Linked DNA regions of Mus musculus: region 2 is linked to region 1. Evidence: chromatin contacts called from public Micro-C data. All regions are on one chromosome and are shown on one strand. Each heading gives the region's core, a stretch centred on a gene start, on an enhancer-like site or on the middle of the called end of the contact. The rest is flanking DNA. Distances are from core to core; before and after follow the strand shown.

Evidence for each region. Hi-C and Micro-C count contacts between places; a contact is called where the count stands out from the background.
Region 2: a contact with region 1 is called in a Micro-C map of macrophages, with 8 times the contacts expected there. The contact joins the enhancer-like site here to the promoter of Arg1 in region 1. A contact is called at or near these places in 2 of 39 promoter capture datasets (3T3-L1-derived adipocytes and cranial neural crest), 2 of 484 Hi-C or Micro-C datasets (cranial neural crest and macrophages), 3 of 115 datasets of contacts at active chromatin or transcription factors (microglia, neural progenitor cells and stem cell-derived neural progenitor cells) and 2 of 9 other capture datasets (embryonic stem cells and liver).

What each region holds. Positions count from the first base shown.
Region 1 is chr10:24,925,754-24,929,994 of GRCm38.p6, forward strand. It overlaps Arg1 (arginase, liver), which reads right to left and starts at 1,717. Exons shown (of 8, transcript NM_007482.3): 1 at 1,559-1,717. The coding sequence starts at 1,615. Gm40616 (a long non-coding RNA gene) reads left to right here. Exons shown (of 4, transcript XR_001779741.2): 2 at 1-64; 3 at 1,209-2,020; 4 at 3,739-4,241.
Region 2 is chr10:25,126,983-25,130,805 of GRCm38.p6, forward strand. It overlaps Gm51762 (a long non-coding RNA gene), which reads left to right. Exons shown (of 2, transcript XR_003948858.1): 2 at 805-2,418. Among named protein-coding and RNA genes, the nearest start is that of Gm36313, 25 kb to the right of the region's middle. Within about 2 kb of position 1,654, at least 64 of the 459 cell types and tissues checked have an H3K27ac peak or open chromatin away from gene starts, as enhancers often do. A contact at or near this core is called in macrophages, where this site is marked.

The DNA.
Region 1 (4,241 bases), core at 467-2,966:
GAAGACATAAACACACACACACACACTTAAGAAGAAAAGTAAAAATTTTAAAACAAAAGAACAGGTAAGCATATTATGGATTTTTTTTTAAATGTTTGCTTCATTATGTGTGTGTGCATGTGGGGGTGGCTCATGGAGGCAGAACATGGTGCTGAGTTCTCTGGAACTTGAGCTATGGGCAACTGTGAGCCGTCTGGTGTGGGGGATGGGAACTGAACCCTTGTCTTCTCAAAGAGGAGCAAGTGCTCTTAACCACTGAGCCACTTATCCAGACCCATATTGTGATTTTTTGTTTGTTTGTTTGTTTTGGTTTTTCGAGACAGGGTTTCTCTGTATAGCCCTGGGTATCCTGGAACTCACTTTGTAGACCAGGCTGGCCTCGAACTCAGAGATCCACCTGCCTCTGCCTCCCGAGTGCTAGGATTAAAGGCGTGCGCCACCACGCCCGGCCATATTGTGGTTTTAAAGGCATCATGAATCAACAAAATACCCCCATATTCTAGTGTTCTGGGAGAGCTCTGTGGAGATTTTTCCATAGAAGGTGAAATGCTATTACTGATACCAAATACAGTCTGGGTCTCCAACCTTCCACAATTTGTATAGTGAAGAGGGTGTGTGTGTGGGGGGGGGCGGGGGGCAGATTATATCTTTAGGTTCCACAGTTTAAAAGGCTAAAGGCTGCCTGAGTCTAAAAGCCAAGAGAAAGACCCCACGTAAAACAAAAGGACCCAGGAGTCACACACCACCTTGCTTGGCTTGGATTCCCCCCGTCCTTTTTAAACACAGAGAGTTGGAGCCTAAGGCATCCTGCTATCTCATTCTAATTAGCAGCCTGAGCGTATCCACGCAGACGGGGAATGAGGAGCGCATTTAGGCAGTGCTGACATGCGTGAGTCACTTAGGCGGGCTAGGCAGAGATTTATGGATCCATTAGTCGTGCAGACCTGATGTATTGTTTTATTTGTTCTCCTTAAAGAGAGATGTAAACCCCCCACCTCCCCCCCCATCTCCCCCCCCCAACTAATACTCAAAATCATTAAGCTCAAAATACCATGAATTCTTCGCAAACTTGCAAAAGCTCTATTATTTAAGTTATCCAAATTAAAACAAGCCTAAAGGCTACCTACCACCACCCATTACATTTTTCTAAGCATGAATTACGTAACCAGACTAATGTGTTTTCTTACAATCTCTCACTCCATACTCAGAAAACATCAAAAGCACCAAGAGCCACCGTAACTATGAGAGAAACTGCAGCCCAGACACAGGTGATCTACATCCAGAGGGTTTTTCTTCAAGCTTTGTAGTGACTCTTTGTCTTGAAATGGACTTTGGCAGGATCCAAAAGTCGGCAAGCATACTATGCCACACAGTGGTGAAGAGACTTGAGCTCTAGCACCTGGAGCCCAGATGGTGCTGGGAAGCTTGTAGCCCCAAGGCAACGCCTGTTAAGTGTTAAGAATGTAACATTTCCAGCTTGCAGCTAGACCACGATGCCTGGCAAGTGTTAAAATGTAACACTTCCCAATAAATTCCAGTCATTCAAAGCCAAACTCACCTGTCCTTTTGAGAAAGGCGCTCCGATAATCTCTAAGGACTTTGGCTTGGAGCTCATGCTCTCTCTGGGTTCCAGCGGCTGCTGCTGCTGCATGTGCTCGGGCTGTCCAGCTCCTCTCCACCGGCCGTAACCCTAAAAGACAGAGGGCACATCTTTTTCCCCCCTTATAATCAGGTTGGATCTGTTTATCCAACAACTGGCTCCGCCCACCGAATGGAAGAATGACAGAGTCAACAGAACCTCCCCATCAGAGGAACTACCATTCTTCCCTCTGAGCATTATTCATCCGTCCAGTTCACACCCTTTTGAAAAAGCCAGCTGGATGACATTAATCTCTCCTCAGACAATTGACAATTATGTGTGATTTCATAACCTCATGTGAAGTGCTAGGCTTCCGGCCTGGGCACCTCAGGGCAGGGTGCTCACCTTTTCCAGGATTTAAGTCCACTGGGGACTTGCAAGGTGAGGCTAAAACAGCAAGTGGGGGGGGGGGGTGAGGGGGTGGGGGGGGTGTCTCTTACTTCCCTCCTGTTGAGCATCCTGAGTCAAGGCTTCAAGTTCTGGGGAAAGTGAGACACATTTCATGTGTCACCAGGTTACACTGTCTAGGAAAGCATGGGGCTGGTTTTTGTTTTATATTGTTGTTGTTGTTATTATTATTATTATTTACAGGAAGGCATCATTTATTTCCCTGACAACCCAAAGCAGTTCTATTTTTGAAATACAGTCTCCAGGAAAATCTCATTTTTGGAATCATGATATCCCAAGATAGGGAAAGCAAACTAGCTAATATGAGTTGTCTTTGTCGTGTGCCAAGTGCTATTCTAGTTAATGTTCTTTCGCTTCCTGTTTCCTCTTTAAACTAACTTCAGACTGAGAATCATTCTTATGCTGTTTTGCCCAGGAAGAGACTGCAGCTTGGTGAGGTTGCTAGTCACATACAGGTTGCAGAAGAATCGAAACGGAGCAATGGGCATTCTGCACCCGCCGAGCTGCCGCGATTCTAATCTACACACCAGCAGAGTGTCAGCAGGGCCCCCTGAGATCTAGGGCAGATGAGAGAGGCCAGCCGGTAACACCAAGCCCGATGACCCGAGTTTGACCCGAAGAACCCATTTGGTGCAAGGAAAGAGTCAACTCCTCCAAGTTGATCTCTGACCTCCACGTGGGTGATGTGGTCCGGTCCCTGTGTAAAGCCACCCCCAACACTAAAGAAATATTTTTAAAAGTATTAATTTAGAAGAAACACAACCAAGTATTCTCCCAGTTACAAAGTTACATGATTATAATTTTAAAAAGAAAACCCACATGTCAGAAGTAAATTTCTTTAACCTTGTGAGGACAAAAAGCACCCAGAATTTTAATACCTCAAGAAAGATTCTGTTCCCTCTACCATCAGTACATAGAATCGTTCAGTACAAAATAAACATTGACTTATTGATTGAATAAATGTATTGCATTTATTGAATGAATAAATCAAGAAGCCAAAGTCCCTCAGGACCATTTTGATACCTCCTTTTCAAATATATTTTTCATCTTACTATGTTTTTCTGATATACGGTTATAGATTTTTTTAAAAAATTGATTTATGTAAGATAGAATTTTCCTATATATTTGAAGCTAGCTAGGAATTTAAGTTTTACCTGCTCCCAGATCCCAAATGTGCACCTCTACATTTTTGTTTGCTTTTTGGAGACATGTTTTCTTTGTGTGGCTCTGGCTACCCTAGAACTAGCCCTATAGACCAGGCTAACCTTGAACTCACAGATAGCAATCTGTCACTGCCTCCTGAGTGCTGGGATTAAAGGTGTGTGATACCACCACCTGTCAATACCTCTACATTTTCTTCTATTTAATTTAAACTTTCTCTTTCTTTGGGCCTCTTGGTGCTGGCCCACAAATTCCAGCTATTTGAGAGGATGAGGCAGGGGGATTATAGGTTCAACACCTGCTGGGGTTATAGGGTTAGTTCAAAGGTCAACACAGAACCTGCCCCAAAGGTAAAAAGAAAAGAAGAAAAATGCCATTCAGGGGTAGATTGTTTTCCTGCCTGAAAGATGCTGGGCTTAAGTCTTGGATGCATGAAGAATTTGCTATTCACAGTGATTGCTGACTGTTGCGTCCATTTTTTTTTTTTTGTATTTTGTTTAAATCCTCCATTTCCCCTTTGTCTCTCCCAGTTTCCCCACCAGCACCAAATGGACAGACTCCCCACGTTACCACTGAGCTATCTCCATCAGATGCCAAGTTGCTGTTATAAACGATATGCTGCTCCATCTTCCAGTTTCCTCTATGCCCTGGGCTCATCACCTGTGGCTGCACCAATCCATGCAGCCTCATTGGTAGGGCTTCCGGAGGACGTTAGAGCTTCAGGAAAGGAACTGGTGCTCCTCTTTTTCAAAATCGCTTGACCTTACATTTACTTCTGTCGGGGTCTCGCAAATGTAGAGTGAGCCGGTGACTACGTTTTGAAAACAGTGCTACGGCCGTTACTAGCTTTATACATTCATTCATAGGTATTTGCTGTTAAACTTTATCACCAGGGCTTTTCCTGAAAGTCTTCCCTCGGGCAGTTTGAGGGTGACTTTTCATCATTGGCATCATTGGACTGACTGATCAAAACGCCCTGATTAAGTAAAACTCATGATTTCTTGACTATCTGTTTTTCTTGGGTCTTTATTGT
Region 2 (3,823 bases), core at 404-2,903, 200 kb after region 1:
GAAGCTGTTCAGTTAAAGGGAAGTCCCCAGCTCCCCTATGCCTGGGACCCTGAATTTCATTTCTTTTTATGATTAAACAGAGTCTGAAAACAAAATGGTAGCATTTACAAGAAGTTTCTTTTGCTTGTTCCTAACACTTATTTATCTAAATATTAGAAATTTCCATTAAAAATGTTTAAATTTAGTTTCCCTAAGGATTATGTAAGAATGTGAAAGCTAACAGAAGAAAATAACCCGAAAAAGTAATGAGAAGGCAGGAAATTGGAATAAACCCATGAGCTTGAAGTACTTATTCCCAGAATAAATATTTGCCTTACATCTTGCAATATTGCTCTAAATGATTATAAATGTCAATTTATTTGGAAACTAAGTTGCCTAGAATTTAGATCAACAAGTTAAATTCATAAGTAAATACGCTCCTTCAGCAATTTGAAGCGGCAGCTAAAGAGTAATTGGGAAATCACAGAGAATTATAGAATTATGCTACATTTGTTAAATCTAGTGGATCTGGCAGATAACTATTTACCTCTGAAATTGCTTTCTGGGAAGTGAAAAGAACAGAGGGGACATGTACAAAAATCAAATCAGGTTTGGTTAAGAGCTTTTCCAAGGGCAATGAACTTCTATTCAGAAAGCGATGCACGGTTATCTCAGAGCCACGACTCCCAGTATCTGAAATAATGTGATTTGGAAACAAAAGGTCTCAGACTTTTCTCTGAGTGAAGCTTTCTAAGGCTCCTTCCATCCATGTCCCAGGATTCAAATGAGCCCATCTATGATGTTTTCTTCTCTTTGCCTTCTCAGAGCTTGGAACGTAGAGAAAAGGCAGTCAGGGGAAGCCTGGAGGAGGACTCTATCTCCTGTTCCTGCTACCCACGAGTCTTTGCTGCCTCCACAGAACAACGTCTAACCTTTTCTCACCCCCAAAGACACTGACCAAGGCATTTCTGGGGCTCCTCAAACTCCAGCCCCCACCCTCCCAGCTAGTCCTCCACTCCACCACTGCAATTCCAGGGGGAGTGTTTGCTTCCACTCTCGACACTACACACTTGTTCTCTAGTTGATGATAAAGGCACCATCACACAAGCCAACTATGAAATGAAGCAGTGGTCCAACTGTCAAAAACTAAAGAAAGGTCTAATAACTGTCTCAGAAGAAAACATTTTCAAAAGCAACGTGAAATGAGTCATCTCATCTTATAAATTATAAGGAATATCGTGGAGGGTGTGGGGACACCTACAGAGACCAGAAGAAGGTCAGATACCCTGGAACTGAAGTTACAGGTAGTTAGGAGCTAAGAACTAGACTCGGGTCTCTAGAAGAACAAGAAGCACTTTTAGCCACTAAGTCATCCGTCCAGCTCCCATCTCAACTTTTATGGCTTCTCTGACAGAGACGCCAGAACACAAGCAAACGTCTAATAAAATTTCTTCAGTCAACAAATTTCCACTGTCTAGCCCTATTCTGAGAAAAGCCTCAGGAGTTGGCTAATCCCATCTCCCCTCAGTGGCTCTTCCTGTTACCCCTCTATTGTGCAACAGTTTTCTCGGAAACTGAAACATTCCAATCTGCAAAGAAACTCCTTAAGCAGAAGACTCTGAGTCCAGACCAGCTGCGTGGAAAACGTGGAAACCCACAGGCTGTGCAGTGTGCTCCAGGCTCCCAGCTTCGTGAGCTGTCCCCCACTGCTGGCGTGGATTTGGGTAATGCAGCTGTCTTTGAGTCATTTCTGCTTCTGTAAGTAACCCCACTAAAACTCATGATTCATCAAGTTGAACTTCACTGGTATCCATACTGTGATCTGTCCTTGGCTCTCTCTGGGTTGAGTGCATGTGTATGCTGTGTCACCCTAGGAAGACTTTTGTCACACACTCTCCTACTGTTGAACTTCAGATCACTGCTTCATTCACCACCACCTCGACCGCCTCACCAATTCTGGGTAATTCTAGGCTCCTAAGTCTGTTTTATCTGAGATTGCCCCCCAGGAGCGACAGGATTCCAGCTGGAATACTGGCTGATCCTTGGGAGTGGGTAGAGAAGAAAAAGGCATGAGGCAGATTTCTCTGCACGCCAAGCTTGATGGAAAGGATACCTCCTCAAGGAAGGGAGATTTCCTGGGGAAGTCATGTTTTTCCTAGGAATTTAGAGGTGGTGCTGAAGACTTGCAATTAAGGGTTGTTGGGGGAAAGATGAATGTAAAGTTCAGAGCACTTTTGCTTACTGACCTCCCCCTGTTCACAACATTAAAAACACTGACTGGAATGTTCCCAAGTTCTGGGTTATAGAAGGCAGAGGACTCAGTCCCTCCATCTCTCTTTGCTATTTAAGCCTCATTCTGTTCTCAGTTGTTAATTTCTGACCAAAACCGGTTATTCTGTCTTAAAATATTTTAATTAAAACTAAATCTTTAATGTTTCATTTTTGCCTGATGTCATTATTGCCAAACTGCATATTCTGGGACTGATTTCCAAGGACACTTCTTGGAGGACACCCGCATCTTGTGCTGAAGCCATCAGAGTCGTCACATCTCTGGTAAACATGACTTTGACAAGCCCTTTGCTGTTGTTCAGTTTAGTGGTTTTCAAAATCTGTGGCATGCTTAAGGACTAGAAACTGCCCTGATCAACCTTGGAGAAGCACACAAAAGAATAACACTGAGGTAGCTCACAAAACTACATCAGGAAGCCCTTTGTTTCAAACATAAGTCTATTGTCTCTGTTGTCAGCTGAGAGGTTCGAGGAGGTCAAAGGTTAGGGCAGTGAGCACATTCTCCCTGGGGTCCTCAGTGACCGTCAGTACTTCCTTTTCCTCTTCCCTGCTAGCTCCGTTCCCACCTTCCTCAGGAATTCTAGAGATAGACCGGTGCTGCCCAAGTGACTCTGGAATCCTCTATTTCATGTCTCTGACTGGCCTTGTTCATGTTGAAGATGAGGAATTATGAGTTCATATCAGGTCATTGATAGATTTCCTTCCCACATAAGATGGCTCCAAGTTTAAGTGGGAGAGTGGGAGAAGGCAAAGTCAATTGTGAATGCTTTTGGCATCCTAAGAGCATCTTTTGCTACAAGATGGAAATAACTGGGTGTGATTTCCGAAGGCAACAGGTCTTCTTCCTGGGGCTGTCTCTTCTTGTCCTGTCACCCTCTTCCCAGGTCTTTAGGCCCGAAATGAATTTTCAGTTACTCAAACTTTGTCTGATATCACTTCTTGATAGTCAAATAAAACCAAAAGATTGACTTTAGTTGTAAAAACAACAGAATATCCATGGTTCAATTTCTCAGCAGATATTTCCTCTGCAAATGACTGTTGACCTTGACAGTAGAGTTGCGATTTTGAGTCATATTGTTCTTGTTTAATGCAGTATACACTCTCTGGGTTTATTGTAGTCTATTGCACAAAATTGAATAAAGCAGGCTTGTTGTTTCTCCTTCAGGATTGATGCTATAATGTGGGCAGTAAATTTATTGAGGCATCCTAGAAAACGGTCCTTTATTGTGAAAATCATAACAACAAATAGAAACAATTATTTGTTACTATACAAAGAAACTTTATATTATAGTCACAATGTTTCCCCACACTGAAGTCTTTATTTGAATACATATGAAACAAAGACTCTCAAGGCACTTGATGTGTATAAGCAGCAGGAATATCATGGTTTTTATTTTCAGCTGTCCTTAAGAAATTACAAGTCTAAAGATCTTACATTTTGAGACCTCTAAAGTAATTAACCCCACATAAATAAGGTAAAGAAAATTGCACCGCTACCTTTTAAAGAAGATAAACTTAATTATTTCAAAACTTGCCCATTTCTCTGTGGGGTTTT